Linked DNA regions of Mus musculus: all the other regions are linked to region 1. Evidence: chromatin contacts called from public Hi-C and HiChIP or PLAC-seq data. All regions are on one chromosome and are shown on one strand. Each heading gives the region's core, a stretch centred on a gene start, on an enhancer-like site or on the middle of the called end of the contact. The rest is flanking DNA. Distances are from core to core; before and after follow the strand shown. Region 1 overlaps Ltbp1 (latent transforming growth factor beta binding protein 1). Region 2 overlaps Ltbp1 (latent transforming growth factor beta binding protein 1). Region 3 overlaps Ltbp1 (latent transforming growth factor beta binding protein 1). Region 4 overlaps Ltbp1 (latent transforming growth factor beta binding protein 1).

Evidence for each region. Hi-C and Micro-C count contacts between places; a contact is called where the count stands out from the background. HiChIP or PLAC-seq counts read pairs in DNA pulled down with a chosen protein or histone mark.
Region 2: a contact with region 1 is called in an H3K27ac HiChIP or PLAC-seq map of the HPC-7 cell line, with 7 times the contacts expected there. The contact joins two enhancer-like sites. A contact is called at or near these places in 1 of 15 datasets of contacts at CTCF or cohesin (the NIH/3T3 cell line), 16 of 484 Hi-C or Micro-C datasets (the AML12 cell line, the HPC-7 cell line, embryonic stem cells and 10 more), 3 of 115 datasets of contacts at active chromatin or transcription factors (the HPC-7 cell line and embryonic stem cells) and 1 of 9 other capture datasets (adipose tissue).
Region 3: a contact with region 1 is called in a Hi-C map of pancreatic cancer cells, with 2.0 times the contacts expected there. The contact joins two enhancer-like sites. A contact is called at or near these places in 1 of 15 datasets of contacts at CTCF or cohesin (the NIH/3T3 cell line), 10 of 484 Hi-C or Micro-C datasets (the C2C12 cell line, the P5424 cell line, adipose-derived mesenchymal stem cells and 5 more), 4 of 115 datasets of contacts at active chromatin or transcription factors (the NIH/3T3 cell line, embryonic stem cells, fibro-adipogenic progenitors and 1 more) and 1 of 9 other capture datasets (adipose tissue).
Region 4: a contact with region 1 is called in an H3K27ac HiChIP or PLAC-seq map of the HPC-7 cell line, with 8 times the contacts expected there. The contact joins two enhancer-like sites. A contact is called at or near these places in 1 of 15 datasets of contacts at CTCF or cohesin (the NIH/3T3 cell line), 12 of 484 Hi-C or Micro-C datasets (the C2C12 cell line, the HPC-7 cell line, brown adipocytes and 6 more), 4 of 115 datasets of contacts at active chromatin or transcription factors (the HPC-7 cell line, the NIH/3T3 cell line, fibro-adipogenic progenitors and 1 more) and 1 of 9 other capture datasets (adipose tissue).

Annotation. Positions count from the first base shown.
Region 1 is chr17:75,367,279-75,372,356 of GRCm38.p6, forward strand. All of the region lies in intron 31 of Ltbp1 (latent transforming growth factor beta binding protein 1), which reads left to right. Among named protein-coding and RNA genes, the nearest start is that of Rasgrp3, 66 kb to the right of the region's middle. Within about 2 kb of position 2,278, at least 17 of the 459 cell types and tissues checked have an H3K27ac peak or open chromatin away from gene starts, as enhancers often do. A contact at or near this core is called in the C2C12 cell line, the HPC-7 cell line, the NIH/3T3 cell line and 1 more, where this site is marked.
Region 2 is chr17:75,117,799-75,122,876 of GRCm38.p6, forward strand. The region is part of intron 3 of Ltbp1 (latent transforming growth factor beta binding protein 1); the gene reads left to right. Among named protein-coding and RNA genes, the nearest start is that of Ltbp1, 110 kb to the left of the region's middle. Within about 2 kb of position 1,898, at least 42 of the 459 cell types and tissues checked have an H3K27ac peak or open chromatin away from gene starts, as enhancers often do. A contact at or near this core is called in the HPC-7 cell line and pancreatic cancer cells, where this site is marked.
Region 3 is chr17:75,172,873-75,177,950 of GRCm38.p6, forward strand. The region is part of intron 4 of Ltbp1 (latent transforming growth factor beta binding protein 1); the gene reads left to right. Among named protein-coding and RNA genes, the nearest start is that of Ltbp1, 170 kb to the left of the region's middle. Within about 2 kb of position 2,354, at least 4 of the 459 cell types and tissues checked have an H3K27ac peak or open chromatin away from gene starts, as enhancers often do. A contact at or near this core is called in pancreatic cancer cells, where this site is marked.
Region 4 is chr17:75,197,271-75,202,348 of GRCm38.p6, forward strand. All of the region lies in intron 5 of Ltbp1 (latent transforming growth factor beta binding protein 1), which reads left to right. Among named protein-coding and RNA genes, the nearest start is that of Ltbp1, 190 kb to the left of the region's middle. Within about 2 kb of position 2,256, at least 61 of the 459 cell types and tissues checked have an H3K27ac peak or open chromatin away from gene starts, as enhancers often do. A contact at or near this core is called in the C2C12 cell line, the HPC-7 cell line and the NIH/3T3 cell line, where this site is marked.

The DNA.
Region 1 (5,078 bases), core at 1,028-3,527:
GACCACATCTGTCACTTGTATCTGACACCATTAGTTCCACCGATGCGAAGTTGGAAGATTTATACACAGGGAAATTAATATTCACCGTTCTACCACTGACTTTGAAATTGTTCTTTGTCTTTGGGGAATGCTTCCGTGTTGAGAATGGAACCTTGAGTAAAACACAAAGTCTACCCTTTTAAACATGCAGTCCCTTTAGAATTGTTACGACCATGTGGGTAAATATATATTTCAGATGCATTTCCTTTGTTTCCGGGAATCTGAAGATCTCTTCTTATGCTGACCAGTGACTTGTGTTTGTCTCGTTGCTGCTGTTGGGATCATGTCTCCTTGCTTATTTGAAGATGTAGGATGCGTAGTTGGTTTGCAGCCCTGGCCTTTGGGACTGTGCTGTGCTTGTAAGTCACGGACGCTCGGTAGAAGGGGTTTGTGAAGAGCCACATTTTGTCCTGTCTCCAGCTTGATTCTGCGATGCTTTATTTACTGCCTGTGACTGGTGAGCCAAACACCTTGTGTAATTCAATGTCATCGAATGGGTTTTCAGAAGAGACATTCACATCAGAGCTGGAGAGGTAGCTCAATGACTGAGAGAAAGCACTTGCTGATACTCCGGAGGACTTGAGTTTGGTTTTCAGTACCATGTCAGGTGGCTCACAACTATCTGTAACCCAAGGTCCGGAAGATCTAATGCCCTCTTTTAGCCTCTGCAGGCACCTTCACACACATGGCGTACAAGAGCTCGCGCACGCGCGCGCACACACACACACACTTACTCACTCATGTACACTAGATTCAAGTCAGCTGTGTTTTCTAATGTAATCAAATTCAAAGGCTCTTATAAAATATATAGCTACCTAATAGCTGATCATGAATCCACGGATGTAGAAATGATTGTTGTTATACAATTTTCTCTTCTACACTGCTGCTCCATAAACATAAAGATCAAGCCAGTGAGCAGAGAGTCTCATCTGAACTCCAGCCCTGGTTCTGAGGTTGGAAGGATGAGAGTACAGGGTTCTGCATTCTGACAAGTCTTGGTGAACATGCCTCCAGTGTATGTCCAACAGCTAGTGAGACACTGAGCAGCATCTGAGGAGGTTCAAACCTGCCCTCACAATGATAGTCACTAGTGTTTCAGAGGAACCAAAGAATGTGCGCGTTTTAAAACTGCATGCTCGGAACGCTGTCTCTGAGTCCTCTAAACGCACGATTTCTGCATTTCTAGACTATTGAGAAGGACAGCATTGTCCTTTGTTAATTTAAACTCTGGATTAACCCAGCCTGCCATCGCTGAACCTTCCAGTTTCTGAAGGAGGACCACCCTGTTTTAGGGAACGATTGGTTACTGATGGAAACAAGGCTGGGGGAGTTTGAAGAATAAATCGCAGTGCCTGCCATCAGCTTTGAGCATTAAAGTGCCGTGTAAAGTACAGCTCTGGCTCAAAACAGGCCTTCACACTTCTGGTCCAATAGGTCATAGGCATTAACTCTTGCTCAAGCGGCAAGTCTGGGAAGACTGGCACGTGGAGGCTGTGGGAGTGGCTCATTCCTTGAGCTCTCAGAAGCTAGACTCTGCCTTGTGTGTTGGCACTGCATGGGGGGGGGGAAGTGAGTGGAGGGTGAAGGATTTATGTTAGGAGAACCTCACACAAGAAGAACTATGTTCTTGTGTAATTTTGTTCACTTTGGGGGCCATTCTGGATTTGATGGCAGCCTTCAGCTAGTTAAAGGGGCCAAATGGCAGGCTCGTTTAGGAGAAAGCCCCTGATTATTGGTGGTAAGGTGAAGGGCGTGTGTCAGTGGTGTGGTGGCATGTGCTAACAACCTCTGCCTTCTAGAACTCCACAGGCTTCCCTATCTTGTTCCCACCCTGCCTCCTCTTCTTCCCGTCCACTTCTGCAATACCTTCTCTACCTGCCCTTACAATGTCAGTTGCTGGAGTCTCTTTTGGGAGGACATCGATATTTGATCCATTTATCATCCTGTGAACTGAGAATCTGAAAGGCAAGGCTGTTAAGAAAACCAAATAAGTTCAAACCAAATAAACCACTGTATCCATATTTCAGATGAGAGAAGGGAGAGGCAGGCTTTGCTCTCTGGGAAGTTTTCATGCCAGGCTGGAAGGAACTCGGAGTTATCAGAATGTGGGATCTTTGATTAGACATTTCCTGCTTGGTTTTCATGGGTCTCGGTGCCAGGAATTGTTGAAAGGCGCCCGCCCGGTTGGCTCTATCTTAGATGCACAACCACTGCCTCCTGCTGGAGGAGATGTGGCTGAGGAGGAGTAGCCTGCATTGTCAAGGCCTGCTCAATGCCAGAGTCAGATCCAGGCATCTTGCCTCCAGACTCTGTGGGTTTAGTGTGATCAAGTCCTCGCTCCCCCAGAACTCAAAGTGCATTTGAAATGCACAGCATTTTTTTTTGAAACATGAAAGTAACAGAGTGGCGAATTGAAGCTGAAACCTTTTAGTGTTCCTGTATGGTGTGCTGATGCAGGCAACAGGACGTGGTTTTAGAGTTAGTAGTGAGGGTTGCAAATCAAATGAAAGCAGTGTCAGCCATGCACATTGACGGGCCGGATGGGTCATGGGTCATATATACCCAGTTGGCCAATGATTCTTGCCCAAATAAAGCATAAACTTAATGTTTTTGGAATATATATATATATATATATATACACACACACACAAACATACATATACACACATATATAATATATATACATATATATGCATACATGCATATATACATATATACTGTTGTTATCAAACGAAGATAAACTTTTTTCTGTGAGCAATGAAAGGCAGACACATTTGAACACTAGATTCTATAGTACCCAGGAATCGCCGTGTTTATAATTAGACTATGTAAAGAATTTTACTCCCGATGGATAAATCATTCAGAAAGCCATGTTGTAAGGTAACTGAACATAAGGTCTTGATGGAGAGCTCCCTTCTAAAATGTATGCATGTCAGGTGCTTACCTAATGGGTTAACTAATGGGTTAACTGCAGTGTTGGGAGAGTGCCCCCTGTTGGTAGTCTCTTGTACTACAGCATACATCCACCTTAGAAGCATTCTTGAGAGCTCTGGTATTATTGGTCAGAGTGGCCCTCGCTTTCATTTTTTTGTTACAGTCTCAATGGAAATGGCAGTGGCACAAAGGCACACATTTCAATCATATTTTAATAGTGGTCAGTATATTAGAATTGTTGTCCTTTTAGATTGCAACTAAGCAGTCTGAAGATACAAATGCATATGAATACTGGGGTCACTAACTCTTTTGGGGAACACATCTTATGGATGTGTTTGAGTGACAGAAAACCAAACACCATAAGGAGAAATGAAACTGCCTGTGTCTGGAGCCGACTGATGAGCTGTGATACATCTGTCCAGTGGAGAATACTCTGCAGGCATTTTCTAACTGAAGCACAGCTACAGAGCCTGGTAGAGAATGCTGCTAAGCCATTTTTTAAACTTTTATTACATTTACTTATCGTGTGTGTGTGTGTGTGTATGTGTGTGTGTGTGTGTGTGTGTGTGTGTGTGTGTGTGTAGTGAGATCCTGTAGGTCTGGGTCAACAGGCTTGCCAGAAAACATCTTTACCCATTGAGCCATATTGCCAGCCATAGGCCATATTTTATACAGAGGCATAAAACAACTTGAGTAAACTGTCTTTTGCGTAATACATTCAAAGAAAGAACATGCATAGCTGTGTTGATGGCTTCTTATAAATTTATATCCTTTTCACTACTTGAGTTTGTTTTTAATACATATATATTGTATACAATCATCTCATTTAAAATAAACAGAAATGTTGACCTGAGACTTGAACTCAGAAAGCTGGGACTAGGTGTAATTATGTCATCTCTGTTTCCCGTGTGGGTGTTAAATGAGTGACTGATAAATAGCATGAGATGCATGAAGTGAATATACATGAGGATCCATGACAGTATTACCTAATGTCTCCTGTTTAGGTGGACGCTACCTAAAAGAAAGGATTTTCTTTTCAAATGATTAAGTTGCATAAGCCCTTCATGTACCTGCCTCTTAACACCAGTGTTATGGCCAGTAAGTTATGTGCTTCTCGGGTTGACAAGAAGAGAGATCCATTTCCTGAGATGCAAATCTAAATTGTATATCATTCTCCTGTTTTCACTTTCAACTTCAATCTAAACTTTATATTTAAATTTAAATGTATTTAAAACTATACATTTCTTCCTTCATTTTGTTATTTACCAAACATACTCTCTATAGTAGGCCAAAAAGTTTGTGACGTGTTCACAATTTATGTTTGGAAAGACAGAATTGTGAACTAGGGTGTTTTATTCCTAAATCTGTCTCCTAAATATACGCATGATACTTTCCCTGTGTCAAAATGCTGTAAATCTAATCTAGCACCACCTTTTTATATGGTTTTACCCAAGTAAAAGAATTTAGACTCTGCCTTAGAGATGACTGAGCCCGTGACTTCCACATCCTCGCATGGCCTGGCTCTCCCACGTTCTCAAAGATCCCAGTGTGAGCTGTTGTGTAACAGTCCTGAGGTGAGAAGGAAGACAGACATTTGACTTGCAGGCGACACTTGAAAAAATATTGTAACTGGGCAATAGTTGTAAAAACCCTTTCAGCGTTGATGGCGTAAGGGCTTTTCCAAGAAATGTCTTTCCAGAGAATGTTAATAATAACTCGGGAACATCCCATTTGGGAAGCACAGCAGAGGGCCACCGCGTTTTCTTAGGAGACCCAGGATCCCACTCTGGTTCGACGACTGGTTCTCCCCGCTGCACTAGGCACATGCTTTCAAATCTCCTGTATCTAAAATTAAGAGCTCTCTGTGAACTAATGACAATTTAATCCTGTCTTAGTGTGAGCGCATGCAGCCTTTTGGCCACATGTTCTGTACACTGTGATTCCCGAAAAGTAACTGCGATCCAGGTAGAATGGAGGATGGCTAAGCTAGAAGCTCATGCAAGCCTTCTAAGCTGAGTTGGAAGTATTCCATGAAGGCAGGGTTCACTTCTGTGGGGTTGAATGTTGGTGTCCAGGGAAATTATATGCTGTGTGGAATGGCTGGC
Region 2 (5,078 bases), core at 648-3,147, 250 kb before region 1:
GGAGGGCATGTGTGTGTGTGCCCAAGAATGATATCAGATGTCTTCCTCAGTAGGCTTCACCTCATATTTTGAGGCAGGGTCTCTTAGTTGAATTCAGTGGCTGCTGATATGGATAGAGTCACTTAGCGAGGCTGTTAAAGAGATTCCGTCTTTGTCTCTCTTGAGCTAGGATTACAGGCTCACTTCATGCCTACTTCATGCGTTTCAGTGAGCACTGGAAGTTCCTGTTGCCCGGCAGGAGCCTTACCAGCTGAGCCGTCTCCCTAGCCACTGCTTGCCTTTAGTTTTTAAACATAAAACTTTTCAGCAGCAAGTGCACTTTTACAGTATTATGCGTTTCATCATCCATGGAACATTGTTTCCACGACAGATTGGTTTTAAACAGCTGACATAGAAACGAATCTCGTGAGAGCAGTTGCTTCTTCCTGTTTGTTTATTTATCTCATTATTTGTTTATTCACGGCATAATTGCTGGCGTGTCCTATTGTTTTCGGCTCCTTTCTGTTGTTGTGATAAAGCACTTTTATCAACAGCAGTTTAGGGAAGGGGAAGGTTTATTTCAAATTGCAGGTTAGGATCCATCACTGGGGGAAAGTCAGGGCAGGAACTCTGAAGGAATGTGGCGCAGAAGCCACAGAGGGATGCCATCTATTGACTCTGTCGCCGTGATCAGTGTCCTGGTTAGGGTTTTACTGCTGTGAGCAGACACCGTGACCAAGTCCACTCTTATAAAGGACAACATTTAATTGGGGCTGGCTTACAGGTTCAGAGGTTCAGTCCATTATCGTCAAGGTGGGAACATGGCAGCATCCAGGCAGGCATGGTGCAGGAGGAGCTGAGAGTTCTAAATCTTCATCTGAAGGCTGCTAGTGGAAAACTCACTTCCAGGCAGCTAGGATGAGGGTCTTAAAGCCCACGCCTACAGTGACACACCTACTCCAACAAGGCCTTGCCTCCTTATAGTGCCACTCCCTAGCCCAAGCAATCAGCATGCATTCTTTCCTCTGTCCTTTCTAAAAAAAAAAAAAAAAAAATTAATCTGTGAGAATTTCAGTGTCTATAGTGAGGTATGACCATACCTACCTCCCATTTCCCTTTCTAATTCCCTCCATGTTCCTAACACTCCCTCCCAACTTCATGGCTTTTATTTCCTTTGATAACCCACTAAGTTCAATTAGAGATACTAGTAAGTGCATGGGTGTGGAGCCATCTGCTGGAACTTGGGAAACCAATTAAGAAATGGTTTCCTCCTACCCCAGTGACGATCCACTTCCTTACTGTTGGATGGAGTGGGGTAGAGATGAGCTACTCCTTCGGTTGCTGGCTCCTGGAAATCAAACCCAGCAACACTCCGGCCAGTTCTTCCTCCTAGCTTCATCCCTCTGTAGAGATAATGGATATAGGAACCAACCTTTTTCTAGACTGAATAAGAAGAAAAGAAGGCAGATTAAACAGGAAAAAAAAATTCATGTCTTAAAAATATTCATGGTGTTTTCCTCTTTTCCAATAAGAGTCTTAGACATCAAATTTGGGAGTCTAGAAGGGAAGGGAGCAGGAAGCCTTAGGTGACTGAATGTGATTGTCAATGGGGCCTGAGTTGATGGAGGCTGGATTAAGGGAACCTTCTAGAGGGGGAAATGTCTACTGTGATCCCCCATCAGGGAGTTCCTGGGTTTCACTGAGGTTCCTTACCATAGAAGAGAGGCTCAGATAATTCATGCTGTGTGGGCCTTATCCCAAGATTTAACCAACTCTTATCTATGTGTTAGCTTACAGCAGAGCGGCTCTGGTTGCAGAATGTTGCAATTCGAATGGGACACTTCTGAGCCCAGAATCTATTAGTCACTCAAAGAGGAAGTAACAGAAGGTCATTCATGAAGGGAACATTCTTTCATTCAGTGACCTGTCAGAAGGAGGAAGCACCAATGCCTAATGGCTTTCTCAACCTCCTAAGACACTGGATATGCCAGAAGGGGAAGCCGCAGTAATAAGGCTGGGGGCTCTCCTGATACATTATCTCATTAGTGTGCCGGGTCTCACTGAATGTTAATTAAGTTGGCATTCCAGGTAGAGAACTCTGATGTCTAGGAATACTTTCTCATTCCTTGCAGAGGGTTGAAGAGTGGCTCTCCAGGGCTCTCTTTGTGACTCCTAAGAGAACAGCAGACAAAGGAGGCTTTTGTAGGACGAAGAAACATGGAAAACCTCTTGGTGAAACTTTATGAGGATGTAGTTGCAGTACATACATGCATGAGATGTGTGTGTGTGCGTTTATATGTGCAAGAATGCACATGCACACACACATACACGTACACACATGGACACACATGCATACCCAGATAGGTATTTATGGTTTTAAATGTTCAGCTGCCTCTGACTACCTTATTAGTTCAGATTGGCCTCTTTCAGGGAGACTAGCTGAAGAGAGGCTTTGAAGTGGTGAATGGGACCATGAAACAGACAAGCCTCTGGGGGCGCTGCGGAAGCAGCTGCCAGTGGGGGGTGTCTGGAAGGCTCCTGACTTTATCTGTAAGGCTCTTGTCGGCAATAACCTGGTTTTACCGTTGTATAATCAGCAGACCAACCAATAAAAATATCAAAATGTTCAGAAGAATTGAGCACAGAAAGCCACCGTCTTCAACAACCTCCCCCCTACACCAACCCACTCTCTTTTGCCACAGTCTTACCCAGCTCAGCCTTTCCCACAGCTATGGAGAAGTGTACAGTCTACAGGTCATTTAATCTGGCCTTGTGGTCAATGCCTTGGCCATTTCTGTTTTCCATGTTGAGGAGATTGAATAGTGTTTCCTTCCAACCTGTGAATGCGATTTTACTTAATTAATTTAAGGATCTGAGGATGACCACATCCTAATTTACATAGCTCCCAAATTCAATGTTAAGTTTCCTTATAAGACGAGAAGAGAAGGCCCAGGGTGGGGAGGGGACCCTGTGAAGATGGAGGCATAGATCGGAGTGAGGAAGCCACAAAGCCACAGGGAGTCTTAGGTCCCAAGAGGCTACAGGAAAGGCTCTCTTTTAGATCCTATGGGAAAAGTGTAGCTCTGCTCGACCCCTTGATGCTGGGCTTTGGGATTCCTTAACTAGGGGAGAGATTCTCTGTTAAACTACCCAGTACATCGGTTTCTTCTCATAGCAGCCTTAGGAATCAGAGACAGCTCTGGTGTTCTCTTCAGTGAGCATCTCTAGTTGTAAAAGATAACACTCAGGACATAGCTGTGCACATCTGCAGTGCACATCTGATTCTATGTCCTGGTGATCTTTCCTCCTCCACTGCATCCTGGGAATAATTCTACAAGTGACCAGAGTAATGGTTGTGTGTACCAAGTCTTCCTTAGCCTTTAGAACAACCCATAGATACATTTGCTCTTTCCCTCACTGTCTCCCTCCCTTTCTCTTTTCATCTTCCCCCTCCCTCTCTGAGATGGAAGTTTAGACTGGTATAATCGCTTGCACAGATTATATGCTGGTGTAGGAGGTAGGGTCAAGGGTCAGACCAGTTTCCATGTAAATGTGAGTTCTGTGCTCTCAGTCACAATGCTGGGATGAGAAGATAAGCCACAGTGTGGGCTCTGTGCTGTATGGCTGTACTCTGGCATGATGGCCACTCTATGGTGAGTTCTGAGTGGAGGTTGTCTTATGTCCAGGAAAAGCTAAGACCCATTGGGTCCAGAAAATAGTACCAGACAGATGGCCCATCCTGGAATGCAACCTGAGAAGTGGACTGAAAATCCATCAGTCTTGGGCTTGGGAGATGACTGTGCACGTGGAAGGACTGGAGTTTGACTCCTCAGCACCCACAGGGTGTAATGCCTACTTGCAATCAAGGGAAGCAGAGGTGGGATCCTTGGGGGCAGCTGGCTACCTGGGCTAGCTGAACTGAGCTCTGGGTTTGGGAAAGAACTTGCCTCAATATACGAGATGGCGAAAAAAATCAAACACACACACATACACACACACACACTGGCATGTGCATGTATACCTACACATATGTGTACTCACATACATACAAACATACTTAAAACACACACACCACACACATGTGCAATAAGAACTTCCTCTGTCTTGACAGTAAACCTCCAGTTATTCCTAGCCCCTTTTATGTGACAGGTGTTGCTCTGTCTTTTAAAAAATATTTATTTATTTTACTTTTATTTATGTGTATGGGTATTTTGTCCTTGTGCAACAAGGATGTGTGCCACACACATGCCTGGTACCATAGATCCCTGTGACTGGAGTTATAGACAGTTGTGAGATGCCATGTGTGTGCTAGGACTTGAACCCAGGTCCTCTAGAGGAGAGGTTGGTTTTCTTAACCACTGAGCCATCTCTCCAGCCTTGGCTTTAAGTCTTAAATGTACTCATCTACTGCAAACAGGCACTCAGTTAGAATGGAAGGTTTAACATAGAACTTCTTGGTATTCAGGCATGGGTAAATTCTTGACTCAGAAAAGTATGAGAGGAAAAAAAAAGCTCTTGTCTCCAGCATGGAAGTTGTGGGTAGGTTACTGAGAATGTCAGGCTGGTGGTGTGGCCCAGTGGGTACGGCTGCTTGCATGCCCTGGCTTTGATTCCTAGAAACCATAGTGTAGTCGGAGAGAACTGATTTTTTCACGTTGTCATCTGACCTTCACACACACAGTATGACACGCATGTGCACCAGCATATATACATGCAATGTGTGTGTGTGTGTGTGTGTGTGTGTGTGTGTGTATTCCTAGTGCTCACTAGGAATGAGATCACTGGGCATTGTACATTAGGAGAGTGACAGCAGCAATTGAGGATGGGGACCTTGCTCCAGGGTTATGACCAGTGAAGTCTGGAGTGTACTGAGTCGCCCCCCAGTGCCTGTGGGTTTTGTTCTCACTGACCTCATCATTGCAGCCAGGGAAGGGAGGGTTCAGCTGCCAGGACCACATGGCTTGTGCACTGTTGACTGAGTGACGAGACCCTTGGTGCGGTTTCCTTACAACAACAGTATTCTCTCTCCACTGTATTGATGGATCCCTTCAATTCATCAGGAGCACTAGGAAGACAGGTTTCAGGCCAGAGATGTATGT
Region 3 (5,078 bases), core at 1,104-3,603, 190 kb before region 1:
GGAAGAATGGGGTGCCCTTTGGACCTGGCAGTTTTATATTAAGGAGGTCAGAGAAGCAGAACGTCGTCTGGAATAGAGTGGATAGAACAGAATAGAATTACATGAGAACAATACAGCGTGATTGCTTGCTAATGAGGATGAAAGGGTGTGGGTGTGGGATGTCTGAGAAGGCCGGAGTGGAGAGCTTCTTGTGCCCAGTGGAAAAAGTGACCTTGGGTGGGCTAACATTTTTCGTGTGGAGAAAGGCAGGGGAACTTAGCCAGAGGTCACCTAATGAAGAATGTGTCCTTAGATCCTCTATTCTCTGGGAGAGTTAGGCAAGCGAGGTCATAATGAGAGCCTGGGGTTGGTAGAGGCTGCACATCTCAAATAGGCCTTTGGATGAGTTCATGTGCATTTATGTCTTAAAACTCCATATTATTTGACTACTACTGCACTGTGTGTGTGTGAAACCATCCGACTAATTGTTTGAGATCGGATCTCTCACTGGAGCTGAGAGCTAGACCATTTGGTTAGGCTGGCCAGCCAGTGAGTCTAAGAGATGTGCTGTCTCCATCCCTCCGGCTTTGAGATGACGAGATCAAAGGCGCACATCCTTGTGCACAGCCTTTTCTCCTTTTACAGTGGGTTCCCAGACCATTATGTTCCCTTAGAAAGCACTCTGTCCGCTGAGCCACTCCTCGAACCCCTCAGTGCTGCTTTTTGATAACCAGTATCCTCAGGCCAGACACGGCAATTTATTATTTGGCCGAATATAATTTTCTACTTCTCTCTCTGTTCTTCCGTAAGGCAAATTTTTTCATAGCTGTCTATAAATAGAAGGAAATGTTAATTTATGTGTGTGCACTCCAGAGAAAGACATAACCAGCATGCGGTTCCCTCCAGTGACTATGAAGGGAGAGCTGGGACGGGAGAGAAGGGTCAACATGTTGGTCACTGGAGCTTAGTTACCTGTGTGGCAAGGAGAACTTGCACAAACTCAGAGTAGAAATCTCGCAGGATATTCCTTCTTGGAAGATTTTCCAGTCCCTGGGCATTTACCCCATGAGGTATGAAGAACATACAGCACTCCCTGAATGTTCTTTTCATAATCTAGAAAGGAGCTAACTCTGGATCCGAATGGTAAAGCCCTATTGGGCTAAACAGCATGGGATACTCTAAATATTTCTCCTTCAAGGAATTCCTGACCTTGGGGCAAGTGATAGACTGCGCGAGTGGGTGCATGACCTGTTGGGTCAGTCTCTCTCTGCTGAGTGGGGGTGGGGGGTGGGGGGGTGGGGGGGTAGGGTTGTGTTACCTGTGTTGACTGAGCCTGTGTGTCTTCAGCTGGGCCTCAGTTAATGGCAGGGTAATGGCGTTTCATCTGAGAGGCTGCCTCTGATGGAACGGACGTTGCCTGTGCTTGCTGGTTCCTGTTGTTTAAGTTGGATGCGTGCTGACGCGATGGAGCAGCAGTCTGGGTAAATGCTAAGGGGACCATATTTGTTCGTGACATCGGAAGTGAGGCCTCAACTTGTTATATTTATTTCTCTGGCTGCCCCCATCTTATGACTGAACCGTGGCAAGTGAACTCTTTTCTAGGCTGCAGTCCATTTGTCAGAAACAATTTCCATAGTTTTGAATTTTCTTTTTGGGGAGTAGTTGTGCAGCACAAATGAAAGCTTCCCCCTCCCGTGGCACTTGCAATTCACTCTAAATGTCTGTGGTTTGCTCTAAGCCAGGCATCAGTGCCTCTTCTTGGAGGTATAAGTTCACGTAGGGTCTGGCAGAAGTTGTAGACAGGATGTTGACTTGTGTGTCTTTGACTGACTGACTAGGAGGCCCAGGAGAGGTGCTACATGGCTCCAGGCAATCTCAACTTTTTAGCCAAGGCCTCTAAAATGTAAGGTCTTAAAGTGCTTGCTTAAGATTTCTGGGGCTGATTTACCCACAAGGATCTTTTAAAATTACACTTGTTTTCTCCCAGAGAGAACATGGGCAAAGGCTGTCCGGTGATCTCCCTGCTAACTCCTGACTTGGTCCCCTTTTTGCTTCTCAGATTTAGTAGTTCTCATAAGCTATGAAATGCTCTCCACCAGGGTCTTCCACCATTGCTAGTCTTATTCTCTGATGATGCAGCAGGGCCTTAGACAGAAATGACCTACGGCAACCTGTGAGTCCCGGTCCCGTGAGGGCTCCTTGTGTTATGACAGTTCTGAGTCACTTTACTTATTTTAACATTTGCTGGCAACCATATACAAGACACAAGAGTCCCTCAGTAATAGGCAAGTCATGAGAATGTCTCCTATAGCCCAGTGGCTTTTGGAGGATAGCTCACATCCATGGTTACTGACATCATTGTAGACTCTTGGATGGTGACCAAGTATAGGCTTTTACTCCTGCAACTGAGGAAGTCGAAGCCCTCGCTGGTGGACCACAGTTTTGTGTACTTGAAATGTGAAGTCCTTCCTTAGGAAGGTAGAAGTGGTTTAGAGAACTCAGTTCTTATTGAGACCCTGACAGGAATCTGAACAAACTGATTACTGTCAGCTTTTTTTATTTTTCTGATACTGATTTTGGACAGTGTGGTGTTGGAAACTCAGACCAATGATTATGAACAATTAATTGTATTGTGACAAGACAAAAGGACCCACCAGGAATATCAGTGTCTATTTTAGAATTAGATTCTAGCGGAAAGCTTGTAAAACATAAGGGGAAATATGAAAAATTATGCATCTCCTGCTTCCTGGACAATATGAGCATTTTAAAAATCAGGGTTACGTCATATGAAGCTGTCTCTGCCTTTTGAAAATCCAAATGAGCCTGGGTCAAAATATTTTTTGGCAGAGGAATATACATTGTTTTGAAACAATAGGCTGGGAGAACTTCGAGTGCCTCTGGAGTGACTCCTGTAGCTCCGAGGTGAGGCAGGACTCATGGTTGACTGGTCGCTTTCTTTGGATGTCTCAGTTGCTATAAGCAAGCATCTGTATAGCAGATGCTATGCTGCAAGTGAATGCTGGAGAGCACTGGATAGTTGGTAGAGGGTTTTATTTATTTATTTTTATTTCATTATTGAACCATGATCTAGAAGAAATCCAAGTTTGTATTCTTCTGAAGAGAGACGATGTTGTCATCTGCCAGTGTATATGTCCCTCCCCAACGTGAGCTTGTGCTTATGCACGCAAAGTGTCCTCGAGATATTTGTAACTGTGGTCTGACAACATGAGACCAAGCTGCATTTGTTTATGCTACTGTTTAAAAAAAAATGAGAAGAATTCTATTCAGCCGCTGACAGTATTTCATTGTATGATTTTAAATTTCTAGGGTGGATGCCCAGATATTTGGAAATATTCATAGAAGTATTTAAAATTGAGGGCAGTAAACTATTTCTTTAAACAAAGTTCTACTGGAACACAGCTATGTTCACTACTTGCATGTCTTTGAGTGTGAGGGGAGGGGAGGGGTCGCAGCGAAGGATAGGAAGGGGCATCTGATGCCCTGAAGCTGGAGTTGGAGGTGCTTGTGGACTGCCCAACATGGCTGCTTGGATCCAAACTGCAGTCCCCAGGACAGGGCAGCGAGCGCTGAGCCATCTTTCCAGCCCTCTAAACTCCTAGGTACAGGTGCATTTGGGCTATGCCAGTAGAGCCAAATGGTTCTAATAATGTCCTTTTGGCCTGCATTTCTATACTCTACTGCCTAGACTGTGAGCCTCTGCTCTAAGTTCTGACAGCCGCTGCTTATACAATGCAATTTTGAAGAATGCTGAAGTCCTCTTTGCAAGTAAAATATCTATTTATTAAACTAATTCCTTCTTTCCTTCCTTCTTTCCTTCCTTCCTTCCTTCCTTCCTTCCTTCCTTCCTTCCTTCCTTCTTTCCTTCCTTCCTTCCTTTCTTCCTCCCTCCGTCCGTCCCTCCCTCCCTCCCTCCCTCCCTCCGTTCCTTCTTCCCTTCCTTTTTTCCTCTCTTCCTCTTTTCCTCTCTTCCTCTCTTCCCCCTTTCTGTAATTGTTTTTTCTTTTCTTAAGATAGGGTCTGGCTACATAGTCCTAGCTAGCCTGTTACTCACTGGGTAAAACAGGCTGGCCTTGAACTCACAACAATCTTTCAGCCTGTTGCCCGAGATGGGAGACTACAGGTGTGTGTCTTCACACCTGGCTTAAACGATCCATCTTGAGCTCTAGTGTTAAAACCTCCATAGAAGGAAAAACTTCCTTGGAAAACCATTTGAAAAGAACTGTGGGACTTCTTTTTTTCCTTCTGAGAAATTACAGGAAGAAGGCCAACTCAGCTGATGGCTTTAAACTCCTTTAGCTTCATCTCTTTGATGGCCTGGCAGTTTGAAAAGCTATCGTGTGGAAGAGGCATTGGATGGTGATACAGGGACACCTTCATTTGGACTAATATGTTGCTTCAAGACCACATTTCAGTTTAGAAATCACTGTGTGCCTATGACAGGTTGAGTGGCCTGTTGCAAGACATTGTCAGATGAAGCCTGGAGGACGATTTGGTGCTGTAAGCCTATCAGTGTATGAGTGATGACGGTGTAGAAAAGCCTCCGAGGCCCTGCTCCAACTTTGAAATTGTAATGGCTTCTCTGGTTAAAATTTGGTTTCTAAGTTGAGGTTTGAGCCACACTTTAATTTATTACGAGTCTCTAGAGGCATCCTGGATGATTTTATGAAAATACAATTCTTGTCAGGCTAAAGAAATCCAGGGGTAGGGGAGGGGTGAGATTGGATAGGCTGACTAGCGCTGGTCCCCTCTGGTTGTTCCATGAAGACTGGCAAGGTAAAGACACTGTTACTCAGAAGACTTAAAATTGGCACTGTTATTGTCATCAGCTTCTGCCAACATCCCTACTTAACTCATTTCGGCTGGGACAGAGGAGGGACCTGAATGATGGTATATCACACACAGAGAAGTCAAAATAGGGTGACAGTCTCCTCCAACGTAGAGAGAGATGGAGCTGTTAAAAGCAGATGTGCTGAGCTCACGTCTCAGTATCATCGTACTGTGTTATCAAAAGCAGCCTTTGATAACGAGTGTGTGGCTGTGTTCCAATTAAACTTTATTGACAGAAACCAAGCGGTGGG
Region 4 (5,078 bases), core at 1,006-3,505, 170 kb before region 1:
TGACAGGTTTGTTTTTTTTTTTTTTTTTTTTTTGAAAAAGAAATGGATTTGTACATCATTGAAAAAATAATAAACGACTTATAAAATGGACAAAAAAGTGGGATGGGAACCATTTGACAAATGTAAGTTTTGTTTCTATTTCTGTCCTGTGAGTACTCAGATCTCTTTCTTAGACATACAAATGGGTCCATTTATATGCCTTCTAGAATGGGTATGTATTGGCAGATATATAAATACAGCCTGGAGCTTTCCTAATATATTAATTACTGTGCTGTGCTTTTTTTGCCTACCAACTAATAGCCATAGAAATAAGTCTCCCTTGATAATTTTAAATACTGTACCACAGTTCATCCCAGCATATATTGTAACTTATTTATCCAGACTCAGTTAATAGACAGCTAGCTCAAAGGTTCTTAACACGGGGGTCAAAACCCCAATGTGGAATTGCATATCAGATATCCTGCATAGTGGATATGTACATTATGATCCATGCTAGTAGCAAAATAACAGTTATGACCTAGCAACAAAGTAATTTTATGCTTGGGGACCACCACAACATGAGAGCTGTGCCAAAGGGTTGCGGCATTAGGAAGGTTGAAAACCACTGGTCTAGCTAATCCTTCAGGCTCCCTAGAGACTCATGTCTATTCTGTAATTCTAGATCCCATCAATTGGACAATGAGTAGTAACATAACCACATAATATATCTGTGAAGGTCCTAGGATAAGCCATAGGAAGTGTTATTAATCCATAGACTATGCACTTATTAGTATTAACTCTTAATTACCCAACTATCTACTGGGTAGTTGAACTAACATATCCCCAGCACACTCTTCAGGAGACATTTTGAAGTTGGGTGATGGGGTGAGTTAGTGTATTGATTTACATCTTGCTTATGTATGAGATGGCCTTTTCCAGGATTTGACACTGAGCCTGCAAGTCCCTTTTATGTTCACATTCCAGTGAAGAATCTGATGTTTCAAGTCTGCCCTGTGTCTTACAGGATGCTTGAAGCAGCCTTGGATCATTTGCATTACACTCATATGACCCAGGCTGGATGCTCATTCATCATACAGTAAGGATGATTTTGAACTCCTGATCCTCCTGCTTTCACCTCCAAAGTACTAAGGTTACATATGGATATGGTGTGTGCCACCATATCCGGCTAAATGCTTTGGTTCAGCTGTTTTGCCTTTTTGACCTTAGACATAAGCTCCTAGTGGGAAACACATGAAGACCCTGAAGTTTAATGAGTGGCATATACGTTTATGAAGGAGGAAGAGGAACCTTGGATTTGTAACAGCACTGTGGAGTGCTGTCTGTATGCCCAATGCCCAGTGGCTGAGAAATCAGGGGTCTGCAGGCATTCTATAGATGAGGTTAAATAACTGCTCAGCACCATGGAGCAAGTTTGTTTGAAAAGGCAGGTTTGAAGCTCAGAATCCAGTACTGTGTTCTCCTGTACCCACCGTTGTTTCATGCTGTCTTCTCTATGCTGGAGTGGACGTGTAGTCCAAGTTGAGAACCCTGGCACTGGACTCTCATCCATGCTGTCAAATGGGAGTGATGAGCTTTGAGAGGTTTTCCTATCTAGAGAGTTTGAAGGTGACTCCCTGAGGGTGCTGTTGCTCTGAGGAAGGACTGGTAGTGAATGAGAGGTGATGTCAGGGGGACTTTGTCCCAGGTGATGAAATGCAAATATACGTTCCTGGATTATTACCCAATTAAGGTGAGGATAAGAGCTATTGGGTACCCAGGAGAAGCTGAGATGACATTACTCAAGGCAGACTATATGTGTAAAACAGAATATATCTCAATTATTACACAAACCTTTGTTGGGCATGAGAACAAGCATGGGGTGTCACATAAACTTCATACAGACTGAAGTGGAGAATTTTGAAGGCAGTTCTTGGGGATTCATGATTCTAAATACAAGTCCTCACCTAGAGTAGCGTCCTCAAGTCCTGCAGGAAGTCAGATCCTCATTCCTAGTCACAGAAAGTGGCTTCCTACCCCTGAGAGCTGCTGTGGGCCTGGACAGGAATGATACTAAGTTCTGAGTGATTTCTGGGTCATCCCAGAGGAAGACATGAGATGAGAGTCCTCAGTGTTTTCTGGAAATCCAGGTGGGCTTAACTCCTCTCCAGCTACCAACTGGAGGGTTTCCCAATTGATCATTGAACAGACGTGAAGAGAGAAAGCAGGTCTGATTCATAGACATTGTGTTCACCTAAATGCCCCACCGTCTTTTTGGAGAGATGTAAAGTCTCTTTCCTGTGATTCACATGTATTACTCAGAATCCTTGTACTTACTGGACTCTAAAGCAGAGATTCAGGTTTGGGGGAAGTAACTTTTAAACACTGCAAATAGTGAGTCCTTCTCTCCTTCCCTCTCCTCTAATGCCAATATGGGTTATAGAGCTAGGCAGCTCTGATGTCAGAAAATACTCCCCTTCCAAGTGGTAAGAACACTGGGTGGACCTCTTCCCCATTCTTCAATAGGGAAGACACATTGTTAGTCTAGCGCATCGTATGATGAAACAGGAAACATGTTATCTTTGTGACTCAGCTGTGGCAAAACGCAAATGTCAGTCAGACAATGAGATGGGAATACAGGGGCTTAAGGTCCCTAAGCTTGCTTCTGAAAGAGGACAAAGCATCGGCTGGCGAGTGGTGGCTGTGGTCATGACAGCTGTGTGTGTCCTTGTCTCTTCTCGGCCCTGCCTAGGTCCTTCTCGTAATGTCAGAGATAAGCATTTTTGCTTGTCATTGTGTCTTATACTTCCTGGATACACTGTCACAAATAATGAGAACGTCGAGTCCTTCAGGCTGAGCCAGTGAATGGCATCCACTCTTCTGAACTTTGGATGCTTGCTGGGTAGTCAAGGCCTGGCTTTTCAGTCATTTAGCAGGCAACACAGAGAGTTTGAGTGTTCAGAGAGCTGCCAGTCATTGTTTAATGCTTTAGAGAACATCACAGGTTCTAAATCCAGGGAGGAATTTTTATTCTTCTTCTCTCTCTCTCTCTCAAAAAATTCTTTAGTTGATTTATATGTCTCTGTGTGTATATGCACACATGTGGGTGCAGGACCTGCCTAAGCCAGAAGAGAACACTGGATCCCCTGGAGCTGAAGTTACAGGCAAATGTCAGCTGCCCTTTGTGGGTTCTGGGAACTGAGCTGATATCCTCTGGAAGGACAAGTGTTTTTAATCACGGAGACATCTCTCCAGCCCATCTTCTGTTTCTCAGTTTTTGTCATTTAATTTCTTAAATCAAATTTTTATAAGCTAAAAAGGCAGGAATGCTGGGAGGTGGCTTCCTTGGTAAAATGCTTGCTGTGCACACATAAGAACCTGAGCTAGATCTCCAGTGCCAACGGAAAGGCTAGATGTGGTAGTGGGTCTCTGTAATCTCAGTGCTAGGGCCTCTGGAGCCTGATGGATCCTTGGGGTCCTGACCAATGTAACTGAGTTAGCCAGCTCCAGGTTGGATGAGAGATACTATTTCAGAAGTTAAGGTAGAAAGCAATTGAGGAAGATCCCCAAGGTTGACCTCTGGCCTCCTCATGTATATACATGCATGATCAGGAATACACACACACACACACACACACACACACACACACACACACACACAAATTCATACACACATACACACACAAACAAACATACACATACATCCACATATACTCGCACACACATGCACTCATATACACACATGCAAACATACTACACACATACACTCACACACACTCACATGTGTACTCATACACACACATGCACAGATATATGTGTGTACACACACTTATGTGAGCACACACACTCATATACACATGTATACTCCACACGCGCGCACACACATGCGTGCATGCACACCAGGAACTCCAGTGAGTGTGTTGTTATTTAGTAGCCCCTGATGACCTACTTGGAATCTTGGTGTCAGAGCTCCTTTGGGTCACTCTGTCATGTTGTGTGGCAATCTGGTAACATCAGAAAAGAAATCTTCCCCAAATAAATTTGGCTCTGAGGTAGGAGAAGAAGAGTCAAGTTGACCATGGACATTGTGTGTGCCCCTCACAGATTTATTAACCATTCTCCCAGCTGCTTCTCTTCATCCAGAGAAACAAGTAACACTTCGTCTGTCTAGAAAACCCAGGCCTGTCTCAACCCAGAGAGAGAATCCAGCCACAAAAAAAAAAAAAAAAAAAAAAAATCAAACAAACAAAAAACAACTGTCATGGGCACTTTGCATTTCTGTAGCTTCAGAGAGTAAATTTATAAGGGTCTTGAGGAGGCTTACCCTTTTAATTGTTGGGAGAAGAATAGAAGAAGTTGAACTTAAGGAATCCAAGTGCCTTGGAATGACTTCGAGTGGGTCGTTCATGTGGTTAGGGCAATGCTGTGTCCAAGGGAATACTTTGATTGATTGTGTCAGTGTCCTTGGGTGGCCCTCCCGAGAGCTTGAAGGCTTGTGTAAATTTGGTTTTCTCTAGAAGCTTCTAAGCTTTTACAGATGAGGCCTTATGTCCTCTCTGTTTTGTTCCCATAATAATGATCAGTATAATAAATGGGGCCATGGAGGGATTAAGAATAGAATAAGCTGGTTGGTTGCTGTACAAGTGGATGTTTTCAACTCTATTGAGACTGAGTAGATATTGTAGATGAGAATCCCAGCGGTTAGGTATTTGGTCCTTATGGATAGTAGCCATCATTTCTGCTTCGTTATAATTTATTGGTCATTGTGGTCCTCAACTCAAGGGTTTACACTCGATTTTATTTCATGAACTGGCTTTACCAGAGGCTGTCCAGTACCGTATGTTGAGTGTCCATTCAGGTCCAACGAGAGCTGTAAAGGGTTAATTATTTTATTGAGAGGAGAGAGTAGCATCTACACTGTAGCTGATGCTCCCCTAGTTTCCGTCTCTATGGAGACAGGTTCCTTTGCATCCCTTCTTTGCCTTCCCAGAGCCACTGGTACAATGTGCAGCTTTGGAGACAGTGTGGTGGATTTTGAACCTCCACCCTACCTTGTGTTAATGGTGTGCTTTGAGAAAAGTGTTAAATATCTCAGAATCCCA